2 separate regions of the Zea mays genome follow, and region 1 is linked to region 2. Evidence: chromatin contacts called from public Hi-C data. All regions are on one chromosome and are shown on one strand. Each heading gives the region's core, a stretch centred on a gene start, on an enhancer-like site or on the middle of the called end of the contact. The rest is flanking DNA. Distances are from core to core; before and after follow the strand shown. Region 1 holds the start of LOC100279556. Region 2 holds the start of LOC100281173 (cytokinin-O-glucosyltransferase 3).

Region 1 (2,959 bases), core at 374-2,873, 220 kb after region 2:
ATAGTAGCCCCGAGCCCCTAGAGGGAGAATATTTCCCCTCGAGGGATTTTTCTAGGTCGGACGTTGTCTCGTCCCTTTTGTTGCTCACAACCAATGGGTTGGTGAGGTTCGCGAGGCCCACTATTGGATTTCGGGATCCAGTTGGGCATTATAAGTAGAGGGTCCGTCCGCGCTGCCGCTTACCCCGTATCGACTTTGGTTGTCGCTCCCTTGCTTCCCCCAAAAATGGCATTCTATCGGGAGGGTAATGTTGTTCAAAACCCTTTGGGATCCTCTCAGCTAACCATGGATAGTAGCAAGTGTCCCCCTCCGGGGTGTCCTCACTAAGGTCGGCCCAAGAGTCGCTCGCCACGGGAAATGTGGGTGGTTTTTGGGACCTTATCCCTTTCTTGCTCCTATATCTTCATGGTGACAAGCTTTCTTCATAGGGGCGATGGGCTCAAGTGCTGGAGGAGAGATCATATCGCTCTCATCCTCCCCCTTGACCTCTCCGAATGAAGAATCAAGGGCCGACCCTCGCTGCGGTGAGCCCACGTCGTCGTTCCCGGTGGCCGACGCTACCAGCGCACCGACCATTGTTGGCTGCTCCATGGTAGCAACAAGATGTGGTTGCACGGGGTGTGTCACCATTCAGTAAACCTAAAATATAACCACAAAATTAAATATATAAGTTAGCAGCGCACTTGAGGAACATAGAAAACAAGCTTCAATTTGAGCAGAGATTATAACAAGTGTTATATCACTCCAGTCTCTTGAATACAAGCTGACATAAATACAACTGTCAGGTGGTTCATTACTTTATGCTCAAGGTTACCATGCTGGTATGCATGATTCCTGGAGGTTTATCCACAACTAATCAAACAAACCGGGTGATTCAACCATGACTAAGGCATTGTTCGTTTGTGCCGGATTGGTGGGTCGGAACGATTCCTAGCCGGATTACTTCTCTAATTTACATAAACTTTGATTAGCTGAAACGATTTCGGGTGCAATCCGACACAAACGAACAAGACCTAACGGATGTCAATGAAATTGTAGGTGTAGGGTACTGGAAATCTGGAATAGGAACCGTTGGAACAGTAAATCTGTAAATGTCAGTTCCATTCTCTTTTTATTCGGTAATGATAATGATATTTGAGTTGTGTCAATGTGTGCACGTCCCAGAAAGACTCTCAGTATCAATGGTGAGAATTTTTCTTTGCAAGGTACATCATGCAAATTATTAAAAACATTGCAAACAACAACAAAAAAATCATCAAGCTGCGAATGGTCTAACCCTGGACAATGGACATAGCAGTTAATAAAGTTGAGACAAGTGAGTAGAAATATTTCAGTTATTCAAGACATGTTAAACGTAAGATCATATAAAGTAACTAAAAATATCGCCTCTTAGATGAAACAGTTAGTATGCTTCATTCAAGGAATAAGAACAAAAGAATACCCTCAGTTTCTTATGCTGTGCAAGAACCTGTGGAGGAACAAGCGATGACAGTTAGCAGAGCGGTCTTGTAATGCAGAATAAGTGGGTGTTCTGTGAACCTGTAATAATAGAGCATCCCGTCCTCCGCCCCCGCCTTCCCTTCCCACGCCGCCCGTGCCGCCCCAGATCGGCAAATCCGCCCGCATCTACCCCGCGCGCGTCCCGGATGGCCACTTCTTCCTCCGCCCGCCCCGGGGTTCCGTAGCATGGGCCACTCTCTCTCCTCGCATTCCAAATCCACCCTCTCCTCCCCGCCGCGCCGCAGCAGGTCGCTCTCGCCGATGAGTCCGCCGCCGCTGCGGCTGACCGCGCCGATGCAGATCGCTGCGGAGGACAGCGGCAGTGACAGTTCCTCCTCGTTTGCGCCGCCCGCCCGGGACTACACCCAGGACCTGCCCGACGAGATCCTCGCGCTCGTCTTCGCGTCGCTCTCGCCCACCGACCGCAACGCCTGCTCCCTCGCCTGCTCGCGCTGGATGGAGGTCGACGCCACCACGCGCCACCGCCTCTCCCTCGACGCCCGCGCCGCGCTGGGCAACGCTGCCCCCGCGCTGTTCGCGCGGTTCACGGCCGTCACGAAGCTGGCGCTCCGCTGGGCGCGCGGGTCGGGCGCGGACAGCCTCTCCGACTACGGCGCTGCGGCGGTGGCCACCGCGCTGCCCTCGGGGCGCCTCTCCAGGCTCAAGCTCCGCGGCCTAAGGCAGCTGTCCGACGCCGGTCTAGCCTCGCTCGCTGCTGCCGCGCCAGCGATCCGCAAGCTCTCCGTTGCGTCCTGCACCTTCGGACCCAAGGCATTCGTCGCCGTGCTCCAGTCCTGCCCCCTCCTCGAGGACCTCTCCGTCAAGCGCCTCAGGGGCCTACCAGACACGGCCGGTGCCACCACTTCCATTGCTGAGGACATCAAATTTCCACCGGCTTCGTCCCTGCGTTCTGTTTGCCTCAAGGATCTATATAGCGCTCTATGCTTTGTGCCGCTTGTGGCATCCTCACCAGAACTCCGCTCGCTCAAGATACTGCGGTGCTCCGGCGCCTGGGACCTGCCATTGGAGGTCATCACTGCACGTGCTCCTGGACTTGTTGAGCTTCACCTCGAGAAACTACAGGTCGGCGACCGTGGGCTTGCTGCGCTTTCTGCCTGTGCCAATCTGGAGGTCCTGTTCCTTGTCAAGACCCCTGAGTGCACTGATTCGGGCATCATCAGTGTTGCCGAGAAGTGCCACAGACTACGCAAGCTGCATGTTGATGGGTGGCGCACAAACCGGATTGGGGATTTTGGACTCATGGCTGTGGCACGAGGATGTCCAAATCTGCAGGAGCTCGTTTTGATAGGGGTCAACCCCACCGTGCTGAGCCTCCGGATGCTTGGCGAGCACTGTCGGACACTGGAACGACTTGCACTTTGTGGGTGTGAAACTGTGGGGGATGCTGAGATCATTTGCTTGGCTGAGCGCTGGGCTGCGCTCAAGAAGCTCTGCATCA
Region 2 (3,398 bases), core at 117-2,616:
TATATATTTTACACAGGACAATGTCTAAATTTATGTAGTGTTTTGTTTGCTGGTAGAGTTATTCTTCATTGGGCGTTACTTTGCAATAAATATTATTATAATGTTGGTTTTCCCACAAAAAATGGCAGCAAGGAAACTTTAAGCTTATGCTGACATCTGGATTTTATATTAATAAAACCAACTAGGCAACTTTTCCTCGAACCATTGTGGTGATATATTGCTGTGGGGGTTTCCATATCTTGGTGATTTTCAATGTTTAAAGACTTGATATCTTGAAATGTGAGCTGAATATTATTCATATATCTACTTGATATCCCACCCTTGTGCCAGAAGCTCACAGACATCCATTTGCTGGTTAAGTCCTTTCGGTTTTGTGCTAGTAAACTACAAGCTGATGCCTACTGTGAAGTACTAACCTAGTCCTCTTGTTTTGACCAGAATATGCTTATACCATGAAGGTTACTGAGAAATGTGATATATATAGTTATGGCGTCGTGCTGCTGGAGCTGCTAACTGGGCGTGCCCCTGTGCAACCCTTGGAACTAGGAGGCGATCTGGTAACATGGGTAAAGAACTACATCAAGGACAATTGTTTGGGTCCAGGGATCCTCGATAAAAAAATGGATTTACAAGATCAAAGTGTTGTCGATCATATGATCGAGGTCATGAAAATTGCTTTGGTATGTACTAGCTTGACTCCGTACGAGAGACCACCAATGCGGCATGTTGTAGTCATGTTAAGCGAGTCTAAAGATAGGACGAGGGTCAGCTCTGCATCCTCGCCTGCCTCTGATGATTCTTCAAAGAAGGATGACTCATAATGTATTTATAATATGTTCGATTAGCCAAAGGTAATACACATTTTTTTACTGACTTTTCCTAGTATTGATAGTAATTAGTAGGGTTCTTGTAATCTGCATTCATTATTTGTGTCAGCATTTCGTAGGGAGAAATATGATAGTGGTTCATAGTTTCGTAGTGTCATTGTATGCCGTTGTCTCAGAAAGGTTTCAGACTAGCATGAAGCATTTGAGGCACGTGACGGTCTTACTGATGCCGTTGTCTCTCAGAAAGGCTTCCTCTTCTCTGCAGATGTTCATTGTTCAGTTAATTCTATATGCGTCGGTGCATTCTTACTCGAGTTACAAGTACACTAGGAACACCTGTCAGGTAGCCAATTCTGTAATATTCTCCAACATGAACTGCAGTGCAGATCATATGTAATCATCGATCATATGCAATCGCTCTTTGTAGCTGTTAACCTGTAGCCTCTGATCGTTGTTGCTGAGTCGTCTTTCTCTTCCCCTTGGCATGTCCGTACCAAAAAATAAGTTATGAAACCACGAAGTCGCGCCCACCAACGGACGCTGCCTCTAAAAAAGCAGATCAGCGCGTTGTCGCAGCGTCGGAGCACAAGCGACATCGCTCCCCGGGGGCCGTCGGCCGGCGACCGGCGACTTCCGCAGTAGAACCAACTCCACCCACCCATCCACTTGGCCAGCAGCTTCTTGCCTGCATCAATTGCCATGGCGGCGGTGGAAGCGAAGAGGAGCCCACACTTTGTTCTCTTTCCCTTCCTGGCTCACGGCCACGTCCCTGTCTTCCTCCGCCTGGCTGGCCTCCTCCGCGCGCTCCGCCCAGGGCTCGAGGTCACGCTCGTCTCCACCCCGCGGCTCCTGGGCTCCCTCACGCTCCCGCCTGCCTCCCCACCCGTGCGCCTCCACGCGCTCCCGTTCGTCCCCGCCGACCACGGCCTGCCCCCAGGCGCTGACTCCCTCGCCGATGTCCAGATCCACCAGTTCATCACCTTCTTCACGGCCTCCGAGTCGCTCCGCCCTGCGTTCGAGAAGTTCGTCTCCGGCATCGGTTCCCCAGTCTGCATCGTCGCCGATGCCTTCTTCGGGTGGACGGCCGAAGTCGCGCGCGCGCGGGGCGCGTCCCACGCGGTGTTCCTTCCCGGCGGCGCGTTCGGCAACGCCGTGTTCTTCTCCGTGTGGGAGCACCTCCCGCACGCCCTTACGGCCGCCGACGAGTTCCCGCTGCCGGATTTCCCAGACGTCGTTCTCCACCGCACGCAGATCCCGAGGTTCATCCTCTCTGCCACGGGGGCGGACCCCTGGACGGCCTTCTTCCGGCGCGTCATCGCCTCCTGCCGCAAGACCGACGCTCTCCTTGTCAACACCGTCCGGGAACTGGAACCCTCCGGCCTCGACATGCTCCGGAGAAGCTTCGGCGTCCAGCCATGGCCAATCGGGCCAGTCCTCGCAGAGCCGACGGCCCCGTCGTCAGACTCGCGGGACGACGCCAGCATCATCCGGTGGCTGGACACGCACCCGCCGCGCTCGGTGCTGTACATATCATTCGGATCGCAGAACAGCATCAGCGCGGATCAGATGATGGAGCTCGCGCTGGGGCTGGAGGCGAGCGGTCGCCCCTTCCTCTGGGCGCTCCGCCCGCCGCTGGGGTTCGACGCGAAGGACGTGTTCAGGCCCGAGTGGCTCCCGGCTGGCTTCGAGGAGCGAACGGCGAGGGCGAATGTGGGACTGCTGGCGCGCGGGTGGGCGCCGCAGATGCGGATCCTGTCGCACCCGTCCACCGGCGCGTTCCTGAGCCACTGCGGGTGGAACTCCGTCCTCGAGAGCCTGTCCCGCGGCGTGCCGCTGATCGGGTGGCCGTTGGGCGCCGAGCAGTTCTTCAACGCAAATCTCGCGGTCGAGTGGGGCGTCTGCGTGGAGCTGGCGCGCGGGAACCTGGAGAGCTCCGCGGTGGAGAGCAGGGCGGTGGTCGAGGCCGAGCGGACGGTGATGGGGGACACGGCGAAGGGTGATGAGATGAGGAGGGTGGTGGCGGCGATCGCACGCACCATGGAGGCCGCGTGGGAAGCGCCTGGCGGGTCGGCGGCGGAGAGCCTGGAAGGGTTCCTGCGATGCGTTGAACCCTGAGATGCCCCGCTTTGAGATGGTTGCGCGAGGAATCTGCAACTAAGTACGCGCGCGGGAAATCTGTGTTAAGAATTCCTCAACTACAAAGGACGACGGATTGATGGGATTACGGCTCCTGTTGCATTGTAACAGAAACGGATTTGTTTGGTTCATTAACGTGTAGCCTGCAGGATTGGATAGCGCTTCTGGGTAGAGATAACGAGCAGACAGTGGTGCAAACGTTTACGGGCATAAAAAACGGTGAACCAAACAACACCTTAAAATTTGTCATGAAAACTTCAGATATATTTGGTTTGCGACTAACTACGCTAAAATATGATAAGTTAGACAGCGAACCAAATATGTCTTTTATATGAAGATAGTATCTATAAAGACCAACGAAGAAATGTCTCGCTCCTAAATATATTGGCTTGTGTGTTGTTATATGTTGGAAGGGGAAGCCATAATTTATTATAG

What was found. Hi-C and Micro-C count contacts between places; a contact is called where the count stands out from the background.
Region 1: a contact with region 2 is called in a Hi-C map of leaf, with 8 times the contacts expected there. The contact joins the promoter of LOC100279556 here to the promoter of LOC100281173 in region 2. A contact is called at or near these places in 17 of 25 Hi-C or Micro-C datasets (bundle sheath, ear, endosperm and 5 more) and 1 of 3 datasets of contacts at active chromatin or transcription factors (seedling).

Annotation. Positions count from the first base shown.
Region 1 is chr2:32,376,161-32,379,119 of Zm-B73-REFERENCE-NAM-5.0, forward strand. It overlaps LOC100279556, which reads left to right and starts at 1,624. Exons shown (of 1, transcript NM_001152553.1): 1 at 1,624-2,959. The coding sequence starts at 1,687.
Region 2 is chr2:32,157,164-32,160,561 of Zm-B73-REFERENCE-NAM-5.0, forward strand. LOC100281173 (cytokinin-O-glucosyltransferase 3) reads left to right here and starts at 1,367. Exons shown (of 1, transcript NM_001154092.2): 1 at 1,367-3,195. The coding sequence starts at 1,527. The coding sequence ends at 2,942. It overlaps LOC112136070, which reads left to right. Exons shown (of 2, transcript NM_001361083.1): 2 at 439-1,269. The coding sequence ends at 821.